Linked DNA regions of Sus scrofa: region 1 is linked to region 2. Evidence: chromatin contacts called from public Hi-C data. All regions are on one chromosome and are shown on one strand. Each heading gives the region's core, a stretch centred on a gene start, on an enhancer-like site or on the middle of the called end of the contact. The rest is flanking DNA. Distances are from core to core; before and after follow the strand shown. Region 1 overlaps B4GALT1 (beta-1,4-galactosyltransferase 1). Region 2 holds the start of SMU1 (DNA replication regulator and spliceosomal factor).

Region 1 (6,925 bases), core at 426-2,925, 54 kb before region 2:
TCTCTTTTCTAGTCTAAGGGGTCATAAGGTGCATTGTGTGTTGTTCGGACCACGGTAGACAGCTGTTGTTCCCAAGCCTGGGGATTTGGTAGTGCCTGGCTCAGCTTCCAGTGCATATCTGGCCTTCAGAAAATTGGTACAGAGAAAAATGGCTCACCCACCTGTGCCTGAGGAACAGTACTGTGGTGGGGATGAGAGGAGGGGAAGGGATGCTTTGAAGAGGGGCTGCTATACCGTTACATCGGAGGCCTGGCCAAGGGAGGGATTCCAGCATCTCAACTTTTTGAACCACAAAGCTCTAGGCACTGTCTAGTTCCCAAATATATTAATTTCATGGCCCAGGAAAAAAAATTTTTAACTTGGAGGCTCCAACATCAAAATCCATGTGATTATTTCATAAAATAAAGGGGATTTTGATGTTTAAAGAGTAAGAAGCAGAATTCAGAGTTTCTGTTGTGGCTCAGTGGGTTAAGAACCTGACATAGTGTCTGCAAGGATGTGGGTTATTTTATTTTTTTTATTTTTAGGGCCGCACTCACGGCATATGGAGGGAGGTTCCCAGGCTAGGGATCTAATTGGAGCTACAGCTGCCGGCCTACACCACAGCCGCATCTTCAACCTATACGATAGCTCACAGCAACGCCACATCCTTAACCCACTGAGCAAGGCCAGGGATTGAACCCTCAACCTCATAGTTCCTAGTTGGATTGTTTTTACTATGCCACAACAGGAACTCTGAGGATGTGGGTTCGATCCCAGACCTCGCTTGGTGGATTAAGGATCTGGAATTGCCACAAGCTGTGGCATAGGCTTAGATCCAGTGTTGCTGTGGCTGTGGTATAGGCCTGTAGCTGCATCTCCGATTGGACCCCTAGCCTCGGAACTTCCATATGCTGCAGGTGTGGCCATAGAAAGAAAAATAAAATAGAATATCGTTGGTGAAACTCCAAAAAAAAAGGCAGCAGCAGCAGAATTACCTGCTGGCTCATCGAGTTATGGATCTAGCATTGTCACTGCTTTGGCTTGGGTCAGTGCTATGGCAAGAGTTCTGTCCCTGACCTGGGAACTTTCACATGCCATGGGTGTGACCAACAAACAAACAAACAAACAGAAGCATGCCATGGACATTCTGATACATTGATTATGTTGAGCTTAATGAAGGACCACCTACATCATCTTGACTTTGACCATTTTGCCCGGCTGGTGAAACATTGTCACCACCTCACATCAGGCCAAGGACTGTCTTGAACCATTGGCTGATCAGTTGGGAAGCAGCGACTAGATGTTCCAGCCTGTTTTGCTGAGCCGAGAAGATGACCAAGGGGTTCAGGCAGCACAAAAGCGAGGCAGGGAGTCTATGCGGGGCTGGCTCTAAATTCGCAGCACTTTAGATGGCAGGGCACGTGTGTGTTTGGGTTTGCTGTGCTGGGCAAGGGAGCAGTGGAATTTGTCTAAGTTGAGCTCACACATTGAAGTTATTGAGCGTCTTACACGCAAGGCCATGACCTAGACTCCCAGCCGAGAGGCCCACGTGGCAGGGTTTTAGCAAGGGGCGGGGAGCCCAGGACATGCTCACATCTGCTCATCTGCTTACGTAACCCTGCTTCCCAGCTCCCAGAGCCAAGAAAACACACAAGCCGGCCCAGCGGGGCCCAGGGCCTGTGGTAGCACACGCCATGCGCCACACAGCAAGGGGGACTTGGCTCAGTTTGAGGACTGTCATGAAGCCTCAGGCCTCTGCTTCCTTCCTGTGCCTCTGCCCACGGCCGCGGCCATGGCTCTGAGACCTGCTGGCAGGCCTGCATGGTGCTGGGCAGAGCTGGTCACTGGCCTTCTGGACCCTGAACCCTCTGGACTTTCTTATTAGGACAGAGCTAGGTGTGCCTCGTGGCAGGAGGTGTGCAGGGCCCGCAGGTGGGCCTCCCAGCTGGCACTGAACCCCAAAAGACTTTCAGCCCCAGGTCTGGAGCTGCCACGGTTGCTGAGCACAGACCCATCTCAGGGGCGTGAGCTGCAGGGTTCACAGCAGTGGCAGCTTCACGAACAGAAGTGGGGAAAGAATTGCCAGATTGAGCAAGAGGGGCAGGATGGGGGTCAGCATGCTCCAGGTGCTTGGAGACACAGAGGGTCGTTAGAGGGGCACAGGGAGGGTTAGGGGGATGAGAAGAGGCTGTTCGGTGATCAAACTCTGCATAGAGCCTTTGGGACAGCAATTTGTTGAACAGCCTTGATCCAGGGTAGTTTTCACGTAGGTCCTGCCTCATGCTTAGCAGGGAGCTCCTGGAAGTCAGGAGCTGTCCCATCTGTCCCATCACCTCCCACCTCCCCTGCCTGGTACACAGAAAGCATCTAGAAAGGTTTTTTTTTGTTTGTTTTTGTTTTTGTTTTTAGGGCTACTTCTGTGGCATATGGAAGTTCCCAGGCTAGGGGTCGAATCAGAGCTGCAGCTGCCAGCCTATGTGAGTTCCGACCCTTGTCTGTGGCCTGCACTGTAGGTCATGGCAATGCTGGATCATTAACCCACTGAGCAAGGCCAGGGATTGAACTTGGATCCTCATGTCGGGCTCATTTCTGCTGAGCCACAGCAGGAACCCCTCTAGAAAGTATTGATTGACATGAATTGAAAGTGGCCTTGACACACCACAGAAAACATTTACATTAAACCCTTTGGAAGAGACTCTGGCTTGATTCTTGAGTAAGTGCCCATGGATGGATTGTCATATGCTGTTAGCACCTTATATGTGTGAGCATGTGTGCGTGCGTGCATGAATTCCTGTTTTCTGTGTGTGTATGTGTTCTGGGGTTGGAGGGAGAAGGGAGATGGAAGATGGACCACCCAGATTATCAGCTCCCATGATTGGGTGGACAGTGTTATCAGTTGCTGAAGGTCCTCTGGAGCAGAAATGAGTTTGGTCTTTGGTGGTGGTGGTGGTTAAATAAGAGTCCGTTTGAGGTCCAATCCCTGCAGTTTACAAATGGGAAACCATCCTGTGAGCAGATGGTACTTGCTCAAAGATCTTCCAGCAAGTCACTGGTAGAGTTGAAAACTGAGGCCCAGGCAGCCTTTCTCCTGACCAGAAAACTCTACCTCAGGACCACCTTCCTGGAACTGCGTAAGGGGCAAAATTTAGATGCTTCTAGCCTGCAGGTGCCTGCTCCAGGGAGGCTGGGCAGACCAAGTGTGAATTCCTGTTTTCTGGGTGGGTTTCAGAAGGCGTGAGAAAGCTGGCAGGGTGACAGTCCAGATGACTCTTGGGTTCCTGAAAATCGAGTTATGTTTAGCAGCACCTTCAGAACCAAAGGTGGGGCAGGCTGGGGATGGGGTGCAGCTGTTGTGGGGCCCTCTGAAGTGAGAAGGGCTCAATGATAGATCTTCTTTTCATGTTTTTCACAAGTGCCCCGTGCAGCAGGGCCTCCAGAAGACTTTGCCCAAGGTTGGAGAGCTGAGCAAGCCAGGTCTACCAACCTTGTGGAAAAGGGCTATTTCCATGAAAGCCCCGAGGCCAGTGAAGGTGGGAGGTCCAGCTCCCTGCTGCCCAACTTGTCCAGTAAGAATCACCTGGTCCTTGGAGTTCCCATTGTGGCTCAGCGGAAACGAATCTGACTAGCATCCATGAGGACTCAGGTTTGATCTGTGGCCTCACTCAGTCGCTGAAGGATCCAGTGTTGCTGTGAGCTGTGGTGTAGGCCGGCAGCTGTAGCTCCAATTTGACCCCTAGCCTGGAAACCTCCATGTGCTGCACGTGCGACCCTAAAAAGACAAAAAAAAAAAAAAAAAAAAAATCACCTGGTCCTTGTGATCTACACAGGTCCCTTCCAAGATCTACTGCATCAGACTCTCTAGGAGAGGGCCTGAGAGGCCACAATTTTAGTGATTGTCTCACTTGATCCTGATGATAGGTGTGGGGAAAACTGGGCCACGTTAACCCCTTAGTTCTGGAGCATAGTACTACTCACCTGAGGGCATCCAGGGAGGCTGGAGCCAGGTCAGCAGGAGTCACGTGAGGGACTCATCTTTAAGGCCTCTGTTCCTCCAGAAACAGAGGTGTGTGGCCAGGGAGGGACCAGAGCTTTTGGGCCCATGAAGACCCCCTTCCTCCCCCAGTGGGTCTGCTGTCTGAGCTCTGCAGGAATGAGGAGAGCCAAAGGACAAGGCCAGGGAGTTCCGCTTGTGGCTCAGTTTTGATTCCTGGCCCTACTCAGTGGGTTAAGGATCTGAGCTGTGGTGTAGGTTGCAGACTTGACTCAGATCTGGAGTTGCTATGGCTGTGATGAAGGCCGGCAGCTGCAGCTCCGATTAGACCCCTAGCCTGAGAACTTCCATATGCCACACATGTGGCCCCAAAAAGAAAAGCCAAAAAAAAAAAAAAAAAGGGCCCAAGCCCCCAGGGGGTGCCCCACTCCCGTGAAATAACTGCTCAGCACCACCAGCCCCCTGGAAGAGCCCCTGCAGCCCAGAAAAGCTGCAACAAGCTCGGCCAGACTGTGAAAAGATCCGCCTACATTCTCAGGCTGTCCTTCTGAGTTGGGCTGCCCTAGGGAAGAGCCTCTTAGGTTCTCAGTGACCCAGATAGCTGCTCCAGCCCCCAGGGGGTGATGCACCCTTGAAGAGCAGCTGCCCAACACCGCCAACCCCCTGCAAGAACCCCACAGCCTAAAAACACCAGAGCAAGCTCTGCATGACCAAGTGAAATCTGCTACCATCGTGGTGTGGACCTCCCAGTCCTGTCCGCCCTCAGGAAGTCCTCCTTTGCTTCAAAGAAACACTGTTAGCCCCATCAACACTCCAGAAAAGCCATACTGCCTCAAAAAAGATTGACCAACAACGCCAGCCCTCAGGAAATATTCCACGGCAGTGACAAGGCAAACACTGCCCGATAATGGAGAGTACAACTCCCTTAGGAGAGAGAAAACAACAAGCAAGATGAAGAAGCTGAGAAACCACCCCCAGTCAAACCAACAGGAGAACTCACCTAAAACAGTCAACAATGAAACAGATCTCTGCAGTCTGACGGACCTGGAGTTCAAAACACAAATAGTGAAAATACTGAAGGAATTAAGAGAAGATATGAACAGTAATGCAGATACCCTCAGAAAGGAACTAGAAAATATAAGGAGGAGCCAAGAAAAACTAGAACATTCATTTGCAGAGATGCAAACTGAACTAGGGGCAGTAAAAACCAGAAGGAATAATGCAGAAGAACGAATCAGTGATATGGAAGATAGAATAATGGAAATCACTCAATCTGGTCAACAGACAGAAAACCGAATCAAAAAACTGGAAAGCAATATAAGAGACCTATGGGATAATATAAAGCGGGCCAATCTACGCATAATAGGAATTCCAGAAGGAGTAGAAAAAGATAAGGGAATGGAAAATATATTTGAAGAAATTATTGCTGGAAACTTCCCAAATCTAAAGGATACTGGATTCAAGATACAAGAAGCACAGAGGGCCCCAAACAAACTGAACCCAAACAGACCCACACCAAGACACATCATAATAAAAATGGCAAAAGTTAGTGATAAAGAGAGGATCCTCAAGGCAGCAAGAGAAAACCAGAATGTTACCTACAAGGGAACCCCCATAAGAATATCAGCTGATTTCTCTACAGAAACACTACAGGCCAGGAGGGAATGGCAAGAGATATTTAAAGTGCTCAAAGGAAAAAATATGCAACCTAGAATACTCTATCCAGCAAGAATATCATTTAAAATAGAAGGGGAAATAAAAATTTTTCCCAACAAACAAAAACTTAAAGAATACAGCAACACAAAACCCAGGTTAAAGGAAATATTGAAAGGGCTTCTCTAAACCAAAAAGAAAGGAAGGAAAGGGAAGAAAAAAGAAAAGAAAAAAAAAAAAAGAAGAAGAAGAGGAAGAACTAGGACTGAGGAAACTGCAATCAGAGAGCAGTCACTCAAATAAGCTAGCATACAGATTTAATCATGAACATGCTTCAAACAAAATAAAATTAAAAAGAAAAAAATAAAAAAGAGTCATCAAAACCATAAAATGTGGGCAAGGGATGTCAGGAGGTAAATAACCCTTTTTGTTTATATGTATGTCTCTCTTCTTAATTTTAATATAGTAATGAAGTGTTTGAACTTACAGGACCATCAGGCTAAAACACACAATTATGGGAAGGGGTTAGCATACTTAAAAAACAGGGCAACCACAAGCCAAAACCAAATATTGCATTTGCAAAAAATTAAAAAAAAAAAAAAAAAAGGACATGGTCAGATTGGGGCTTCTGGTCTCCCAATGCAAAAGTTTGCCATTAAAGGAAAGAGGGAGGATATTTCTGGCAGAGAAAGGTGTGGACCTAAGCATGGTTTATACGAACTGGGAGGGAGGTAGAGCTGAGACTGCAGGGTATGGTTGCGAAGCTCAGAGTCTTAGTCCCACATCATCCAAGACCACAGCCTTAGAGCCACTGGAGGGTTTTAGCAGAAGAATGATATCATCAGCACAGCATCTCAGAAGAAAATGAACTAATGGGAGCAGGCCCTGTGACAGTGGACCTGGGTCAGCCTCAGAGGGAGGAAAGCTGTGTGGCATCCTGGGGATCCAGAAGAGGAGAGAAGAAGCAGCAAGTCCACACCTGCTGATGGGCAAGAGGAGCAAGAGTCACAGCTTCCTTTTCTGGGGCTGCCTCATCTCGGGAGGGTGCGTGATCCCTCCAGACAAGAGGTGCTTGGAGAGCCACATGCTACTGATGAACAAACTGGGGAGTTCCTGTTGTGGCTCAGGAGGTTAAGAACCTGACACAGTGTCCATGAGGATGCGGGTTTGATCCCTGGCCTCACTCAGCAGGTTAAGGATCCGGCGTTGCAGTGAGCTGTGGTGTAGATTGTAGATATAGCTTGGATCCCACATTGCTGTGGCTATGGTGTAGGCAGGCAGCTGCAGCTCCGATTCGAC
Region 2 (7,460 bases), core at 1,584-4,083:
CTGCATGAAGGCCCTGCTCTGGAGTAGGAAGTAGGAGTTAAAAAAGTGGAGGTTGAGCAATCCCACTCTTGGGCATATATCCGGACAAAACTCTACTTAAAAGAGACACATGCACCTGCATGTTCATTGCAGCACTATTCACAATAGCCAGGACATGGAAACAACCCAAATGTCCACCCACAGATTATTGGATTAGGAAGATGTGGTATATATACACAATGGAATACTACTCAGCCATAAAAAAGAATGACATAATGCCATTTGCAGCAACATGGATGGAACTAGTGACTCTCATACTGAGTGAAATGAGTCAGAAAGATAAAGACAAATACCTTATGATATCACTTATAACTAGAATCTAATATCCAGCACAAATGAACATCTCCACAGAAAAGAAAATCATGGACTTGGAAAATAGACTTGTGACTGCCTGACGGGAGAGGGAGGGAATGGGAAGGATCTGGAGCTTGGGGTTATCAGATACAACTTAGAATAGATTTACAAGGAGATCCTGCTGAGTAGCATTGAGAACTATGTTTAGATACTCATACTGCAACAGAACAAAGGGTGGGGAAAGAAATATATACATGTAAGGATAACTTGATCCCCTTGCTGTACAGTGGGAAAAAATAAATTAAAAAAATAAAAAATTAAAAAAAAGTGGAGGTTGAGTTAGAAGAACTCTGAGTCATGTCTTGCCATGAGCAGGTAGAATTATGCGATAATTTTTCTCTAGACTTTGCCTTGTTATCATGTTCGATAAAATGGGTCTAACCTAAGAGAAAGGGACAAACAGTTGCCCAATTTTAGCACCTAAATATTGACCTTGCCTTCTACTTCCTTTGCCCATCTTATTGGGGATCTCTCTCCCATACACCTCTCCTTTTTAAACTATCTGGACACCTGTTAGCCTAGTTTACAATGGCAGCTTTCCTGTGGTTGGCCTGCCCTCTGCTGGATTAAGGAGACGAATTGCAGAGACATGCACTTCTGGGAAGGGCCAGCTTTCTGGAAAGGGGACGTGATCAGGAGACTGGATTTCCCTTGGGGTCACTCTAGGCTGTTTATTAACCAGAAATTAGGTCTAGGAGGCTGTGACCCAGCTCTTGAGTGTGCAGTGTATTCATCTTCCTTTTAGAGGTTAGAAATTGTCTGTGTTGTGTGCCTGTTTGAGGTTCTTTATCCATGTACAGGTGGAGAGATGTGAGAGACCTCATTTGTCTAGTGATAAAAATGAAATATTCTAGGAGTTCCCATTGTGGTGCAGCAGAAATGAATCTGACTAGCATCCATGAGGATGCAGGTTCAATCCCTGGCCTTGCTCAGTGGGTTAAGGAGCTAGTGTTGCTGTGGCATAGGCCGGCAGCTACAGCTCTGATTCAACCCCTAGTCTGGGACTCTCCATATGCTGTGGCTGCAGCCCCCCCCACCCCAAAAAGACAAAAACAAAATAAACCAAAAAATGAAATATCCTAGACAAGTTGATATTTAGCAATTGTCACAGTTTATCAAATTGCTAATAAGGGATCAGCAAGGTAATAAAGCTTATGCTTTGGGTATGGGAATGATATGGAAATTGATGGGTTATATAGTTGGGATACAGAAGATTTACATAAGCAACTAGTTTAGTGGGGGAAGAAACTTCCTAACTAGGTAAAGAGTGCAGTTTGATTATATAAAGTAACAAATGTCATAGTCAAATCTGCTGTTACAGAGGAAACATGGATGAGGATAGTTTGTGATGCTGAGCATTGGCTGTCAATCAGAGATTAAAAGTCAGGAGTTCCCTGGTGGCTCAGTGGGTTAAGGATCTGGTGTTGTCACTGCTGTTACAGATCCCCCTGGGGTTCAGTTCCTGGCCCTGAGAATTTCACATGCTGTGGGAATGGCTTAAAAATACAAATTTTACAACACAGATTTCTTACCATTGTGCTGCAAATATTTTTTTAAAAATTACAAAGGATGGCAAAAAAATATTTAAAAAAATAACCTACATGAAATTCATTAATATCTCTACTTTTCACTTGTCTCTGCTAATTTAATTACGTATGGCTTAAAGTCTATTAAAAGAAGTCGCAAATCTCCTTTTACATATTTGTATTTGCCTTCGTCGTTTTTCTTGTAATTGCATCACTGTTGTGAAACCATTTTCAAGTAAATACTTAGTTGGAAATGCTACAAGTAATCTAGCTCTTTCGAAGAAGTGAATATGCAAATCCCTAAGGCCCAAACTTAATCAGATTAATTTAAATGTGTTTTGGCTTTAAAATCTTTCATTTATTCACTTAAACTTAATGAACTCTTCTACAAATGTTGCTAACTGGGCCACTGGTTTCCAATGTCTTAATCTCCCAGAGATGTATTGTAAATCCAACTCTTTTTTTATTGGCTACATTCATGGCGTATGGAAGTTCCAGAACCAGGGACTGATTCCGAGCCGCAGCTGTAACCTATGCTCTGCGCTAGTTTTGAACCCATGCCTCCTCAGCAACCTGAACTGCAGCAGTCAGGTTCTCAACCCACTGCGCCACAGCGGGAACTCCCAATCCAACTATACCTTTAAATCTAGTCAACTAATTAAAAAGTAAACCAAAAAAGAAAAATTTTAAAACCAGTCCTTTAAGGATAACTTCCCCTCCAAGAAAAAGAAAGGATTCTATAGGAGCCGGTGCCTATGTTCCAACTCTCGACAGAAGAGTTGAAGCTCCGCCCCTCACGTACTCCACGCCCCTCTTCCGTACAGACCGCGCCCAGAGCCTGCGTCTGACGTCGAGCGGAAGTGACGTATAGGGGCCGCCGGAGGTGTCGTTGGTGCGTTGCGCGGCTGGGCCTTAGAGTGGAGTGAGGCCTGCGCTCAGGAAGCTAGAGCCATGTCGATCGAAATCGAGTCCTCGGAGTGAGTCCTGCAGTGGGAATGTTACCGAAGTGGCCGGGGCCGGGAGGCAGAGGGTTGCGGGGGTGGGAGTGGGAGGTGGTGGAAGCTGCTCGGGGGAGGCGTCCGAGAGGCTGGGGAGCGGAGGGGCATTTCCTTTCCTATAAAGAAGCTTTTGGGATCTGGCTACCTTGGAGGTGGACCTACAGAGAGGTAGCAGATGAGAAGCCCAAAGCCCTGTGGAAGGTGGCGCGGGGCTGGGGGAAGGAGACTCCTGGAAAACCTGAATTCTAGCCCTCGCCAACTTCTGCTGTACCTTGTAACTGAGCAAATTAGCCATCCTATTTGGATTCCGGTCTATCAGCACAAGGGGGCTGGGCTCGACGCCATCCATCTCTTCCCGTCCCCATCGAACACCGTGGTGGTTTCCTCCCTGTGCGTGCACCGTCCTTTGCTTTCTTCTGCACAGCTTTTGGTATCGTCACCGTTTTTCTGCCCATCCTACTAACCTGTATAGCTCCTAGGGACTCGTTTGCATTATAGTCCCAATTCCCAGCCCATCGTAAAGGCTCAATAATTGCTTTTAGAATGAATGAACGACTATTTTATCAGGTTCTGTCTGGCGCTGAATTTTATTTAGCGTGTGAGCTCTGTAGTCACAAAGGAGGGACAGAATTTGGAGATTGGGCAAGGAGAATGATAAATTTGGGAGAGAGGGGGACTAACGAATGATTGAAGAAAGTCTTCAGTAAACTTCTCCAGGACTCCATCCTCCACCTTGTTCTTGCCAACGCTTAGTAGTTAAGTCAGCAGACAACATTTGTGTCCTGAGTGTAAAGGAGAGGACTTGTCCTGAAGATCTGCCATAGGAGGAAGGGAGGTTTATTCATTTAGCAAATACTGAGATCTACTGTGTATATTTGTTCTAGCCCCTGGGACTGTAGTAGTGAACGAAACAGACAATAACCCTTGCTCTTAGGGAAAGTACATTGTGATGGGGAAGGCAGACAGCAGACAAAATCAGTAAGTAAGATAGCTTAGCAGATGGCTGTAAGTGTTGTGGAGAAAAATAAAGCAAAGATGGACAGTGAAGACAGTTATGGCAGGAGTTGGAAAGGAATCCACCCTTTGGGGCCTGAATAAAATCGGGCACTGACCATCCTCCCAGCCTTGGCTGCAGCATGTTTTTGTGATCAGTAATTGCTGCTATTTACTAAGTATTCTCTATGCTAGTTACACTATGTGTTGTAGTCAATCCCTTTGATCAATCCTACAGGGTAGGTATTTTTCTTAACAGATGAGGAAACAGGCAAAGAGATGTTAATTGACTTGTCTGCAAGTCACAGTTAGTGAAAGAACTCTGATTGAAATCCCAGCCTATCTCCAAAGCTTTTAGCTCTTTGTGTATTACATTGTGTTTGAAGGAAGTGAATTTGATTTTGGTTATATCAAATTTGAGTTCTTTGCAAGGATGGAGTCTCATATTAGGAGTGTAAGTGGAAGTGTCCTATGGAAGCCAGGGATTGAACCCGAGCCACAGCAGTGGCAACCCCAAATCCTTAGGCCATCAGGGAACTCCTGCAGGAACTGTTTTTAAGAGGGTATTTGGGGAGTTCCCGCTGTGGTACAACAGGATTGACATTGTCTCTGCAGCACCAGGACACAGGTTCAGTCTCCATCACAGTGGGTTAAAGGATCCCATTGCCATAGGTCACAGCTGCAGCTCCGATCTGATCCCTGATCTACAAACTCCATATGGCTCAGGGCCGCCAAAAATGATAAAAAAAAAAAAAAAAAAGGTGTTTGCTTTCCTGTCTGGGATGATGCTACCTGCCACACTGCCAGTTTGAATCTTTTTTTTTTTCCATTTACCTCTGTTACTTGGTCACATCCTCACGTAAAATGGACATAAGAGTAATGCCATCTTTATAGGTTTTTGTTTTGTTTTTTGCCTTTTGTGCTTTTAGGGCCCCAACAGCAGCAGCATTTGGAGGTTCCCAGGCTAGGGGTCTAATTGGAGCTACAGCTGCCAGCCTATACCACAGCCACAGCAACACCAGATCCGAGCTGCATCTGCGATCTACACCACAGCTCACGGCAACGCCGGATCATTAACCCACTGAGCAAGGCCAGGGATCGAACCTGCAACCTCCCGGATTCGTTTCCACTGTGCCATGACGGGAACTCTGGGTTTGTTTGTTTGTTTGTTTTTTTAAAGGCAGTACCTGTGACATATGGACATTCCTGGGCCGGGGATTGAATCCGAGCTGCAGCTGTGGCAACGCTGGATCCTTTAACCCACTGCACCAGGCCAGTGCTGCTGAAACAACCTGAGCTGCTGCAGTTGGATTCTTTTTTTTTTTTTTTTTCCTTTTTAGGGTGGAACCTGAGGCATATGGAAGTTCCCATGCTAGGGTCAAATTGGAGCTGTAGCCACCAGCCTACACCACAGCCACAGCCATGCCGGATCTGCGCCAAGTCTGTGACCTACACCATAGTCACAGCAACGCCAGATCTCCCACCCACTGATTGAGGCCAGAGATCTAACCTGCATCCTCATGAATACTAGTTGGGTTCGATTCCTCTGAGCCATGCTGGAACTCCTGCAGTTGTATTCTTAATCCACTGCACCACAGCAGGAACTCCCTCATAGGGTTGTTTTGAGGGTAAATGAATCCAAAATGCTTAGAATAGTCCCTGGTATATAGTAAACACATAATAAACATCAGTTGTTACTTTTTGATTATTGTTTCTCTCCTGGGAAAGAGAATTGATTAAATTACGATCTGAAACCCCTTCCAGTCAGGACAGTGTGACCCCCTATACAAGTGCTGTCAAGTAGAAATACAGTGTGAGCCACATAGGAGCTTTTAAGGCAAAAGAAAAAGTGTATCATAGCATTGTGCAGTGAACTTTTACTGTCTATGTGAACAAATTCAGCACCAGACTCCTTAATAGTAAGCCCAAGATCAAGGTTTAACTATATATATTTAACTATAAATGGCCTGTAAGTTTTCTGTCACATGCTGAAAATTGTTGCTTGTTCTCTCAGTATTTGGAAGTTGTTGGGCCTCTTGGGAAACTGAATCCACAGTGTTTTTATTTCACTTATCTTGAAAATTTCTTTCTTTGTGTGTTTGTGCTTTTTAGGACCAAAATCAGACTAGAACCATGAGGTTGCAGGTTCGATCCCTGGCCTTGATTAGTGGATTAAGGATCTGATGTTGCCTTGAGCTGTGGTGTAGGCCGGCACCTGTAGTTCTGATTTGACCCCTGGCTTGGGAACCTCCATGTGCTGCAAGTGCAGCCATGAAAAGCAAAAAAAAGGACTAGATCATCCAATTATTTAAGTATTTTGTGTCAATGACTAGGTTAGGTGTAAAATATTTTACTAAGGTGTCTAACAGTGTAATCATATGAATTAATAAGAAAATTCGGGAGTTCCCTTCATGACTCATCAGTTAACAAACCTGACTAGGATTTATGAGGATGCGGGTTTGATTCCTGGTCTCGATCAGTGGGTTAAGCGGCATTGCTGTGTACTCTGGTGTAAGTCACAGACGTGGCTCAGATCTGGCAACAGCTGTAGCTCCAATTTGAACCCCAGCCTGGGAACTTCCATGCCCCAGGTGTGGCCCTAAAAAACAAAAGAAAGAAAGAAAGAAATTTGACATAATGAAAAGATCCCTGGCCTTGAAAATAAGAGAATCTCCTTGGTACTGACTTCCTTTCTAGCTGACTGTGAGACATTGGGCAAATTATTCCCTTTTCCGAACCCTAGTTCTTATATTTCTGAGTTGGAGGTAGGACTGGATGATCCCCAAGGTCTCTTGTAACTTAGATTCTGTGATTTTTTTGGGGGAAAGTTTTACTCACATGATAAAGAAGTGGAAGGCAGAGCCTCCTTTCCTGCCTGCTTGCATTTCTCTCAAGCTTTTTATCTTTTTTTTTTTTTTTGTCTTTTTATAGCCACACTCGCAGCATATGGAGGTTCCCAGGCTAAGGGTCCATCGCAGCTGCAGCTGCCAGCCTGTGCCATAGCCACAGGAACTTGGGATTTGAGCCACATCTGCGAAGGCCAGATCTTTACCCCACTGAGCGAGGCCAGGGATTGAACCTGCATCACCATGGTCACTAGTCAGATTCGTTTCTGCTGAGCTATGGCAGGAACTCCACAAGCTCTTATCTTTTTTTTCTTTTTTGTCTTTTCAGGGCTGCACCCACAGCATATGGAGGTTCCCAGGCTAGGGGTTCAGTTGGAGCTGTAGCTGCTAGCCTATGCCAGAGCCACAGCAACTCAGTATCGAGCCATGTCTGCGACCTGCACCATAGCTCATAGCAATGCCGGATCCTTAACCCACTGAGTGAGGCCAGGGATCGAACCTGCAACCTCATGGTTCCCAGTAGGATTTGCTCACCATTGAGCCATGACTGGAACTCCCCATAAGTGTCTTATCTTAATAAATCTATTTCTTGCCTAAAAAAAGAAAAGAAAGGGAAAATAGGTAGTGAAGGGAGGATGTTTTGAGGAGAAATAAACTGTGGTGGGCTTTATTTTGTGGCCTCTTTAGTGAGTCAGGATCCCTGA

What was found. A called contact is a pair of places that touch in the nucleus more often than the background predicts.
Region 1: a Hi-C map of liver shows a contact between it and region 2, with 2.4 times the contacts expected there. The contact joins the enhancer-like site here to the promoter of SMU1 in region 2. A contact is called at or near these places in 6 of 47 Hi-C or Micro-C datasets (epiblast stem cells, liver, skeletal muscle and 1 more) and 1 of 2 datasets of contacts at active chromatin or transcription factors (alveolar macrophages).

Annotation. Positions count from the first base shown.
Region 1 is chr10:33,343,801-33,350,725 of Sscrofa11.1, forward strand. All of the region lies in intron 1 of B4GALT1 (beta-1,4-galactosyltransferase 1), which reads left to right. Among named protein-coding and RNA genes, the nearest start is that of B4GALT1, 30 kb to the left of the region's middle. Within about 2 kb of position 1,676, at least 30 of the 83 cell types and tissues checked have an H3K27ac peak or open chromatin away from gene starts, as enhancers often do. A contact at or near this core is called in alveolar macrophages, liver, skeletal muscle and 1 more, where this site is marked.
Region 2 is chr10:33,396,550-33,404,009 of Sscrofa11.1, forward strand. SMU1 (DNA replication regulator and spliceosomal factor) reads left to right here and starts at 2,834. Exons shown (of 12, transcript NM_001243898.1): 1 at 2,834-2,896. The coding sequence starts at 2,871.